Regions from separate parts of the Capra hircus genome. Here region 1 is linked to region 2. A link is a contact called in public Hi-C data. All regions are on one chromosome and are shown on one strand. Each heading gives the region's core, a stretch centred on a gene start, on an enhancer-like site or on the middle of the called end of the contact. The rest is flanking DNA. Distances are from core to core; before and after follow the strand shown.

The links. A called contact is a pair of places that touch in the nucleus more often than the background predicts.
Region 1: a contact with region 2 is called in a Hi-C map of blood, with 6 times the contacts expected there. The contact joins two enhancer-like sites. A contact is called at or near these places in 3 of 5 Hi-C or Micro-C datasets (blood and liver).

Annotation. Positions count from the first base shown.
Region 1 is chr13:35,719,719-35,725,595 of ARS1.2, forward strand. All of the region lies in intron 1 of MPP7 (MAGUK p55 subfamily member 7), which reads left to right. Among named protein-coding and RNA genes, the nearest start is that of MPP7, 41 kb to the left of the region's middle. Within about 2 kb of position 2,638, at least 1 of the 5 cell types and tissues checked has an H3K27ac peak or open chromatin away from gene starts, as enhancers often do.
Region 2 is chr13:35,619,100-35,624,631 of ARS1.2, forward strand. It overlaps LOC108637364 (a long non-coding RNA gene), which reads right to left. Exons shown (of 3, transcript XR_001918970.1): 2 at 2,580-2,699. Among named protein-coding and RNA genes, the nearest start is that of MPP7, 60 kb to the right of the region's middle. Within about 2 kb of position 2,007, at least 1 of the 5 cell types and tissues checked has an H3K27ac peak or open chromatin away from gene starts, as enhancers often do.

The DNA of each region.
Region 1 (5,877 bases), core at 1,388-3,887, 100 kb after region 2:
ACGTTTGGAAAGGCAAAATAAGCAGAATTCTTTTTTGAGCTCAGTATAACCTTTAGGTTGCATTATGAAGCTAGTTACACAATTCGTTATTAAGACTGAAATCCACTATTATTTTTATAGAACTCTGAATTGCTTAATTTGCTGCCTGTCAAGGAAACTTTGAACACTCTGTCAGAAACTAGTGAAGAAAAGAAAATTTAAAAAACATTTTACTTCTGGGTAATATTTTTAGTAGACTTATGGAAACAACATTTATGTAGAAGAGTATGAAATCACAAGAAATTTCAAGATAAATCAACACAAGTTATGAATGAAGATTTGCTAATAGAACTCCATAGAACTCTTGGAGACACACAGTTGGAAGAACATTATTTGTACATACTACCAGCACACTGTGGGACTTGAAATATTCTTAATGATCAGTGAACAAGTCAAAGCATATAAGATGCTGTAGAAACATTCACAAGTTTGTTCACTGATAGTATAGTGGCATTGATCAAAAGCATAAAGTTGTTTTGAAAAAAACTTTGTTTCAAGTTATTATTATTTTTAACCACAGAGAAGCTTTTATATAAAAGTTTGCTATAAATCTGAATTCTTTATTAAGTGATATTGTTAAAAATAGTGAATCTAACAACATCCTAGCTGTCTTAAAGTTTACTTCTGGCCCTCAATCTTTCCCCATCCCCTTTTCTTGTCTTTATGCAAAGAAATGGAATCAGTATGCCAATTTCACTGTTTCATACTTCAGCGTCAGTAGACCCAAAGAAAGGTTTTGTCAAGAGTTGGAGTATAAGAAGAATTAGTTTTTCTGTGTGTAGATGGTTCTCACTTTGTGGATTTGATTTTAAATGTATTACCTTGTGTGAGCAAAGTTTATTGTTGTTGAGGCTGTATCTGAAATATGAAGAGCTTATCTGTGCTTCATCAACGAGCTCAGAACCCAGTATAAGAAAGTTTGTTTACAGAAACAAGCTTATTAAAAAATCTGAGCAGATTTTCTTTGGGTGTTTTGTATGAATTCTTTATGTAATATCTTCCCTAATACTTTGGATTTCAGTTTCCTGATCATAATTATAGGATATAAGGAGAGCATAGTTGATCTGTTTCCCTAAAAGCAGACATCCGGGCCCCAGAACAATATTTCTAACCTGTGCCATGACATGAAACATTGAACTGAATTTGTTGCTTTTTCATCCCTGGTGGCTCAGATGGTAAAGCGTCTGCCTACAATGCAGGAGACCGGGGTTCGATCCCTGGGTCGGGAAGATCCCCTGGAGAAGGAAATGGCAACACACTCCAGTATTCGTGCCTGGAAAATCCCATGGACTGAGGAGGCTGGTGGGCTACACAGTCCATGGGCTCGCAAAGAGTCGGACACAACTGAGTGACTTCACTGACTTCACTTTTTTTTAACATTATGGAGGTGACTTCTAGGGGAGTCACTTAGTTCTTAATCTACTGTGGGTATTTTTGGGCTATAGTCCATCTGTGGAGCCTAGAACCTTCTATGGGATTGTGGAGCATTTTGAAATGTATACAGTTTCTTGAGAACAATCTGTATCCTTGCAGTTGGTCAGGCTGACATGCCTCGGAAAACCTCCAGTCCTCACCTTAACCAGGTGTGGTCGCCCGGTAACCTTCGGGCATGTGTGTACTTGCTCATTTATTCACTCAGCATATATTAAAAAAGTATTTATTTATTTGGCTGTACCAGGTCTTAGTTACAGCAATCAGGATCTTTGACCTTTGTTGTGCCATGAGGGATCTAGTTTCCTGACCAGGGATCAAACCTGGGTCCCCTACATTGGAAGCATGGAGTCTTAGCCATCAGCATACATTTAATGAGCTTCTCTGTGCCAGGCATTGTGGAATAGAATTTATATTTTTAAGAAATCTTTGATTTCTTGGAGAGGAAAATCAGATACTTAAACATAAATGTATTAAATAAAATGATTGATTAAATAGGCCTTGAAACTGATGAGGGAATTGTGAAGTTTCGAAAGATGGCCGTAGTGTTAAACCTTCTGTTTTTGATTATATAAGAATTGAATAAGTACTTCAGTTCAGTTCAGTCACTCAGTTGTGTCCGACTGTTTGCGACCCCATGGACTGTAGCCCACCAGGCTCCTCGGTCCATGGGATTTTCCAGGCATGAATATTGGAGGCAGGCCTCCTTGTCCATCACCAACTCCCTGAGTTTACTCAAACACATGTCCATTGAGTCAGTGATGCCATCCAACCATCTCATCCTCTGTCATCCCCTTCTCCTCCTGCCTTCAATCTTTCCCAGCATCAGGGTCTTTTCCAGTGAGTCAGTTCTTCATGTCAGGTGGCCAAGGTATTGGAGTTTCAGCTTCAGCATCAGTCCTTCCAATGAATATTCAGGACTGATTGCCTTTAGGATGGACTGGTTGAATAAGTTCTTAGAATCCTAAGAATTAGTAGGCTGTTCTTTAAAAGGTAACTTAGAACTCAGGATGCTGTGGGCATGTTAGTTGTAGAAATTGTCTGGAGGACCACAGTCCTGTGGTTTGGCTGCAGCATCTGCAGAGGTCTGTAGAAGTTGCGGGTGTCCTTGGATTGTCTGTGTCTCTTCTCGGTTCATCTTCAGCTGCCCACCGCCCCCCGGGCCCTCGCTGCCGCCTCCTGCCCCGGAGCCACCCCTGCCCTCTTGTCCCCTGTCCAGATGTTGTCATTCATTCGCTCCCTCTTCCCCACACTGTTCCCAGTCCTCATTCCCATGGACCTCGGTCAGGCTCAATTCTGATGGCTGGGGTCTTCTATCAGTGCCAAATTTGTACAGAGTGACATTTCACTCATCCTGAAAGAAGTGACATTCCTGGGCAGGAGTGTCCTGTTTACTGTCTATTCCCTCTCCTCTCCTCCTTCCAGTGCTTCTCTACAGACTTTCTGGGATACATCTTAGTTTTATGCCCAGAAATGTTTCTGGTTGTTTAACCCACAGATATGACAGCATGCTGGTATTCTCTCCCTGGGTTGGGATGCTCTGGGATCAGAATTTTGTTAGCTGGTTAAAATCCACCAGGAACAAGCATTTCAACGATATACTTGCAGAATTAAGAAAAAATGAGTTCCTACCTCTTTCCTACACATTTTTTTCCCCCAAAACTCTTTGCACTGAGTTTGAATGAGCCCCATAATTTGCAGATAAAAGGGGCGAGTGCTAAAAATTCAAGATTCTCCAGTTTCCATGTTGCAACAAGTTCATGTTTGTTGTTTGGCTGCAGATTCCTGCTGGAATCCTCCCCTCTCCCCCCGACCCCACCCTGGGTCTCCCACCCTTATTCAGTGGGTTTCAAACCTGCGGTACATAGCGATTTGTGGAGGCTTTGAGTGTGGACCCCTGACTTTTGTACAGGCTCCCCTGTGTACACACACCACGGGCTGGCTCCCTGAGGTCTCCCTGGGCTCTTTGCGTGTGCTGGGGTGGGACATGGGTCCCCAGCCTAAACGCACCGTCGATGCGTAAGACAGTAAGCTTGACCTTGCTTTTCCTTGGCCGTTCCTGTGCGTGTGGCTGGAGAGCCAGCTAAAGAAGAGGCAGCAGAATGACTCAGTCAGGTGCATTCTGCCCTAGATTTCACTCTGAGATAAATCTTTTTCGTGGTTCTTTGCATAATACACATTATCTCCACCCAGGATAATTCCATTGAATAGGTTTTAAATAATTATCTCTAGTCTCATTTTTTATTTGCTAGTTCAGCTATAATCTAGGAATCCTTAGTATTTAAAAGGATAAGATCAGACATTCACTCAGGATAGTTCAGCACTGATGTATTTGTTAGTTGTGTTGCTGTGCATGAGTGCTAAGTGACTTTGAGTCGGCGCCACCCTATGGACTGTAGCCTGCCAGGCTCCTTTGTCCATGGGGTTCTCCAGATAAGGATACTGGAGTGGGTTGCCCTGCCCTCCTCCAGGGGATCTTCCTGACCCAGGGACTGAACCCACATCTCTTCCATCTCCTGCGTTGGCAGTCAGGTTCTTTACCACTAGCGCCACCTGGGAATAGCTTTGCAAAATTAGTATTTAAGGACATATGCCCAATGCTTTTAGGTAATCCCTCCCTCCCTGAGACATCTGTTACAATAATGTCATTGCTTTCCAGAGCAGTTCAGTTGCTCAGTTGTGTCTGACTCTTTGTGACCCTATGGACTGCAGTACGCCAGGCTTCCCTGTCCATCACCAATGCCCAGAGCTTGCTCAAACTCTTGTCCATTGAGTTGGTGATGCCATCCAACCATCTCATCCTCTGTCGTCCCCTTCTCCTCCTTTCCAGATGGTCACTTTTTATTTTATTGGGCCTGTTTATTCCCCTCTTTCCTGTCTATAGCAATTTAATCCTTAGAGGTTAGGGCGAAGAAACACAACCCTTGAACCACAAGACAAGCAAGAAAGACAGCCCTTGAACTGCCAGACAAGTTTAGCAAGATTTTTAGAATCTGTATACCTCTGACTTTTCTGTTAGAAATCTTGGCTCCTTTGTGAAATTAATGGTTTTAGAAATGTTCTCAAGTGGTTGAAGTGAAGTGAAGTGAAGTTGCTCAGTCGTGTACAACTCTTTGCGACCCCATGGACTGTAGCCCAACAGGCTCCTCCGTCCATGGGATTTTCCAGGCAAGAGTGCTAGAGTGGGTTGCCATTTCCTTCTGCAGAGAATCTTCCCAATCCAGGGATCGAACCTGGGTCTCCTGCATTGTAGGCAGATGCTTTACCGTCCGAGTCACAGGGAAGTCCCTCTCAAGCGGTTGAGGGCAGAGTAAAAAGAATCTTTCGGAGACATTGTCACAGTTTCTTCATCCAAAGAGATCACAGTGCAGTTGAAGACAGCCCAGACATAGGATTGGACATAGCGCAGGTCTCTCTCTTTAGCAACTGGGAAGTGATGTCTCAGTTGAGTGGACACGATTGCTTGGTTTGCTTTGTGTAACGTTGGAAAAATTCTGGAATTGCAAAACCAGAACTGAGAATGGATTAGGAACTAACTGGTTTAGGAATCTATAGACCAGAAGACCCAAAGCAAAAGAAACTGCCAAGGTTTGAATGAAGAGGTAGAAGGGAGCAGGGGCCCCATGTGTTGGTGCAAATACACTGGAGTCAGGACACTGTGTGTTAAGCGTCTGGTCCACGGTGATGCTGCGAGTGGAGCCGTAACTGCGGTGACAATACTGTCCTTGAAAACGTGGACCTTTCCCCCTGTGTACTTCAGTGTAAATTGATTGATCCATTGTTGCCTACTTGTTTATTTTCTTAGATAAATTCTGACAAATAAGTCAAGTTGTTGGTTCAGAGGGTGTAGACACATTTAGAATTTTGGTGTATCATCATGTGGTTTCTTTCTTAAATAGGGGAAAAAAGACATTCGTTCACATTACAGAAATATTGGATGTTTATTTTCATTTTCAAATTTCTAATTTATCAGAAATATAATTTTTAGGGTTTGCTACAGAGCTGAAGTTGTGAAAGCTGCTTTTGTTAATATGACTTAAATTCTCCTTTTAAAAAGTGAAATTATGGCACCCTCTGCTGAATTTGAAAGGAATTGCTGAATGGTCATGTGCAGGTTTGATTAAGAAAACGAATAAACGTGCACTTTAGACTTTCTTGTCCCTTGTATGGTGATTTTTGTTACTGGTCATTATTAGGCAGTGTGATGATGGATAGTTGATTAAACCCATATTTTTTTTGACTGTGAGGAGCATTTTTAAAAATTTATTGTTTAAACTTTTTGTTTTATATTGGAGCATAGCCAATTAACAATTTTGTGATAGTTTCAGGTGAACAGAAAAGGGACTCAGCTATACGTACACATGCATCCATTCTCCCCCAAACTCCCCTCCCATCCAGGCCGCCACA
Region 2 (5,532 bases), core at 757-3,256:
ATCTCGAAGAAGGTAAGTATATTCATTGATGGAAATGGAAGCCCAGGCAGATGACTTTCCAAGTCAGGAAACCACCCATGAAGAAAGTTTTAATAAACAACACCTCAGAGTCCTAAAAGAATTTACTGCACTACCTCATGGAGGCAAATACTCTAGTTCTGTTTTGTTTTTAAAGAGGAGAAAGATTCTAGGAATTTAAAGCTAGTGAGCTTGTCCTCAAACCCTGGAGAAATGATAGAACAGGTTGCTGAACAGCCGATTTGCGGAACTAAGAAAAGGAAGGTGTGGTCGCAATGCATAGACTGTGCAGAGTGAGAAAGAGTTTTCACTTCGCTCTCTGACAGAATCACGTTCCAAAAGAGTGGATTACAAAGTGTAACAGTGAAAACGAGTAGAGACCGATGTATAGCGTTGCATATAATTTCAAAAACAATGGCAAAGGCTGGGACCAGGGTCCAGGAAAAGATCAAGACGAGTCTACGGTGAGAAATGGTGCCCGTGACCAGCCATGGCAGTGCCCTGCAGCACGCAACCCCCTGTCTGGGGTCCTGCGTCCCCCTCCAGTGGGCAGCCTTTCACAGCACTGACTCATTCATGGGCATCCCACGGAGACAGCGGGAGGGAAACCTTCAAATGCCTGAGGTCTCACATGGGAGAGGGATTGAATTTCTCTCGTAGAAATCCAGGAGGCAGACAAACAGCACCTGCTCCCACAGTCGGTGAAAGAGAGGTGTGATAAAAAGCCAGCATTTATTGGGAGCTTATTGTGTGTTGGACGCAGTGCTAATTATTTATTGTCTTATGAAATGCTCCCCAAACTGATAAGGTGTCTGTTATTACCTCCATTTTACAGATGAGGAAACTGATCGATGCAGAAGTTAAATAGCTCACCGGGGTCAAGTGGTGACCTCGGAGCTATATTTGAACAAAAAGACTGAGTCCAAAGTCTCCCTGCCAGTGGGAGAGGAGCCACAGATAATGGACCTCCAGTCTCAGAACGCGTTCAGCCAGAGGCTGCCGAGGGGGCCCCCTCCAGGACGGTTCAGGCACTGCTTTCCTGCACGGAGACTAGCGGGCTTTCTCCCTAAGCGGTGTTTTCCCAGATGAGAATTATGAATCTGGAAGTATGAAAAAACAAACTTTCCAACAAACACCCCCAAACGTTACTGGTAATTAACCCTGATTGTTAGGACTAGAGGCTATTTTCACTTTTTGGTTAAACTTCTCTGTACTTGGTGATTTTTTTTTTTAACAGTGAGCATCTATTATTGTTATAATTAGAAAGAAACACTTGAGCTGTTTCCCACTAAGCAGGGAAGAGGATCCAAGAATGCATGCACAAAACTGTGAGCAGATGGTTTCTACATGGTTCAAAGGGTACTAAATAGCTTTATATTCTTATAGAAATGTTTGCATTTCCCAGAATATGATTTTTTTTTCTGAAAAATCATAATGATCTTATATAATTTTCCCTTGACACTGAGTATGTTTTTTTTTTTTTTTTTGACACTGAGTATGTTTTAAAAAATCATTATAAGGAAGAGGCAGGACTCAGGGGATGTGAAATGAAAATAATTGTAGTCTCCTTTCCCCTCCCTGATACCACCCGCTGGTGTCCCTTCTGCGGGGTTATTTATTGAAAAGCAGCTGATGGAGGCAAATACTCTATTTTTTTTAAAAGAGGAGAAAGATTACAGAAATTTAAAGCCAGTGAGCTTGTCCTCAAACCCTGGAATAATGATAGAACGGGTTGTTGAACAGTCCATTTGCGAAACTAAGAAAAGGAAGGAATGGGGGTTCTTTGGTGCCCTCCCCATGTCACTGTACATATCATCAGCTGTTCATTTAGATTCAAGCAGAACTCACTCCCGAGTTTCTGATTCCGGGAGAACAGCTGCACCCTCTCCACTTTTGGCGAGATCTCCTGAGATGTCCAACACCTTCCAGCCACACCTGGCCCATCGGACACACACCGCACCCCTTCGATCGGCCACCAGAGGGCGCTCGGACACTTTCCTAAAACGCAGCTCACTGCAAGTTATTTTTTTCAAGCGCACAGCAGACACCTCTGAGTCAAAGTGATTACCACGCTTTCCTTTGGCAGAGAAATGTTCCAGCACATCAATCATATTATATTCTCCAGGGAAATCTTGTCTAATCTCCAGCTGCAAATATCGTATACCCTCAAGATGGGATCTGGGTTAAGTATAAAAAACTGGGTTTGAATACCTGAATTGTGAGTGTGGCCAGGTGGCCCAGCCTCACTTTGGGCAGCGCAGGGGTGGGGGCATGGGGGGCAGTGGCCAGCACCTGTGGGCTGGGGTCTCTTTGTGGAAACAAAGAAGGAACATGAGCTTCGCCGTGTCAACTGACACACATGGGGTCTTACCAGTGTTTTGTCATTAAATTTGGGAAAGAGGATGGAGAAACATGGAAACCAGGACTTTGCTTTCCTGGGCATCTGTTACTAGCTGCTGCTTATGCCAAGCCCTTTGAGGTATACATGTTTGGGGTGTTACTATCCTAGAGTTTACAACGGAGGCTCCTGGAGGTGAAGAAACCTGTACAGGATCACATACCTCAGAAGTGGGGGCACCTCGGGACAGCCAACTGTAAGTGCCTCACTTTCACTGCTGTAATTGTGCTTCTTTCATGACTAAGTCATGATCAGTTACTCGTACACATGGGAAGTCGATGACCTATATTTTAAAAATAAAAGACCAGAGTATTATTTTAAATTTTGAAAAGGGGCAGGGGGTAGGTGGGGGTGTTCTCCTTTTGAAAAGGAAAAGCTGGATAAACTTATTCTCATCTCTCCTGTTCCCAGAGCCTGCATCTAGGCTTTTGCTATAAGGCTGAGTTCTTGAAAGAACATCTATGAAAGAATCACTCAGAATGTGTTACTAATGCAGATTCCTGGGCTAACCCTTGTCCAGGTTTTCCTTGACTTATGACTGGGTGATTGAGGAGTCCCACGTGGCCCTAGTGGTAGGAACCCACCTGCCAACGCAGGAGACTTAAGAGATGCAGATTCAACCCCTGAGTTGGGAAGATCCCCTGGAGGAGGGCATGGCAACCCACTCTTGCCTGGAGAATCCCAGGGACAGAGGAGCCTGGTGGGCTACAGTCCATGGGGTCACACAGAGTCAGACACGACTGCAGCCACTCAGCATGCCCATGATGGGATGGCATCCCAACAAACCCATTGTAATTTGAGAGTATCGTTAAGTCGAGAATGCGTTTAAGCACCTAACCTATATCGTGGATTAGCCTAGCCTATGCTTAATGTGCTGAGAATGTTTATATGAGCCTATAATTGGGCAAAATCATCTACGCCAAAGCCCGTTTTATAATAAAGTGTCAAATAGCTCATGTAATTTACTGAGTGTTGTGCTGAGAGTGGAAAGCAGACTGGCTCTAAGTGCAGGGGTTGCTTCCTCCTCTAATCACGTGGCTGACCGGGAGCTCTCTCTCTGTTGCTGCCCAGCCCTCCAGGGTGTATCACACTGCATATCGCTAACTCGGGAGGAGAACAAATTCACGATTAGAAGTAGTACAGTTTCTAGATGAGGTGTATCCCTTGTACACCATCATAAGTTGAGAATTGTCTGTACGAGTTTCCAGTTGCTGCTGTAACACATGACTGCAAACCTCCAGACTTTAAGCAACACAAATGTGTCGTCTTTTGGGTCTGAAGATCGGGAGTCCAGGATGGGTCAGGAAGGTGTGTGACCTCTGGACAGTCTAGGGGAGAAGCTACTTCCTGGCCTTTTCCACCTTCTGAAGTGCACAGCGTCCCTTGGTTCCATCCTCTGCTTCTGTTGTCACATTGCCTCTGCCTCCTCCTTTCACTTATAAAGACCCTTGAAAGTTTGTTGGGCTCCCTGGACAATGGAGGATAGTTGTCTCATCTCAAGATCCTTACTCTAGTGACGTCTGCAAAGTCCCCTTGCCATGTAAGGAAACATATTCACAAGTTTTGGGGTATTCGGATGTGGACATCTTTGGGAAGCTATCATTCTGCTTATGAAGATGCCTCGGGAATTCCTGTTCAGAAGTTTGATGGGGGGGCCCCAGAGTCTTTATCTCTGACAGGAGCACCCCCACGGTCCCTGACCCCCACTGATTTCGGTTACACTATAGTTGGAGAATCATTACTAGAAATGAATCACATCCCGCACGTTAGGCCGTGGTTGCTGGTCGGGCTATTTAGTTTCTCTGTGGCACTGCTGCTCAGGGGGTGACTTCAGGGTCTCCGAGCCCTGGGAGAGCAGGGTGTGGTCCTGTCGGGAAGGACTGTCCTGGCGAAAGGAGGAAGGGGTGGGGCGAGACGTTGGTCACTTTCTCAAAGGTCAGAGGTCAGTCATTACATCCTGGCATGGGAAGGCAAGAGGGACCCTCAAGGAGAATGATGTATCTATCAGGAAAGAGGCAGCACCTTCCACCTGGAATGATTGTAGGAGCATTTAATAAAGAGACAAGGGGAGGAACAGGGGGTCCTGAGACATGAACCAGCAGGGGGACATGAATGTCCTTCAGCCTCAGGGGCATCAGGAGGGAACACAAACCAGATGGGCCACGTGGAAAGAGGTGGGCAGGGTGATGGGTCTGCCCTGGAGCCCTCTCCTTTCCTGTGTGGTCCTCGCTGGCCAAATCCAGCTGGAAGCCAGAGGACCCCTACGTGGTGCCTGCAAGATGACCCCCCGGGGGCTCAGGGCAGGGCTTGAGACGGACATGTGGAATATCTCCAGGGAAGAAAGTATTTCCAGTCCTTGAGAAAGAGGTCACCGCCATCCACCCTGTGAACCAGCACAGTAGGGAGGTGGCAGAGGAGTGACGATTGTGGAGGGATGACCAGTGGGGAGCGTGGGACCCTGAGACCAGGCAGCACACTGATGCCCGAGTGTGGGACAGGAGACAGGAGGTGGAAGAACCCATCCACTCCAGGGAGGGTCCCCCAAGGGCAGAAACTGTGCCAGAGGCAGGGGGTGTCCTCCAAAGCTTCTGTCAGAATCAGAGGCCTTGTTTCATCATCACTGTGGAAAGACCTTTGCCAACAAGCTCCAGTGCTTGGCAGTAATAAGCCCTGAAGTGCTGCAGGGAGAGCCTCCAAGCTGATGCTGGGCCTGCACCAGGCACACCTGGGCACACCTGGGCACACCTGGGCACACCTGGGAGCAGGGCTGCATTCTCCATTACATCACATCCAGATGTTTCACGGGCCCCAGGGAAGAAACGGTATTCTTTTAGGAGTTTAAAGATTTGAGACGTACAGATGGAAAACAAATAAAAACAGCAAGAAAGAAAATGTAAAATGTTTAACCTGGGGAAAAGGTGGAGCGATTTGGGAATTTGGTGGAACATAACTGTTACCAGTGCAAACCTGGGGAAGAGGGATGTAGGGAGAAAAAAGATGCCCCAGGTCAGGAGACGCCTCTGTCCTGCCTCATCTGTCTAAGTTTCTGCCACTAGTTTTTTATATTAAACTTTTTCTTTTGTTTGAAACTTCAGGTGGACAGCAAAGGGACTCAG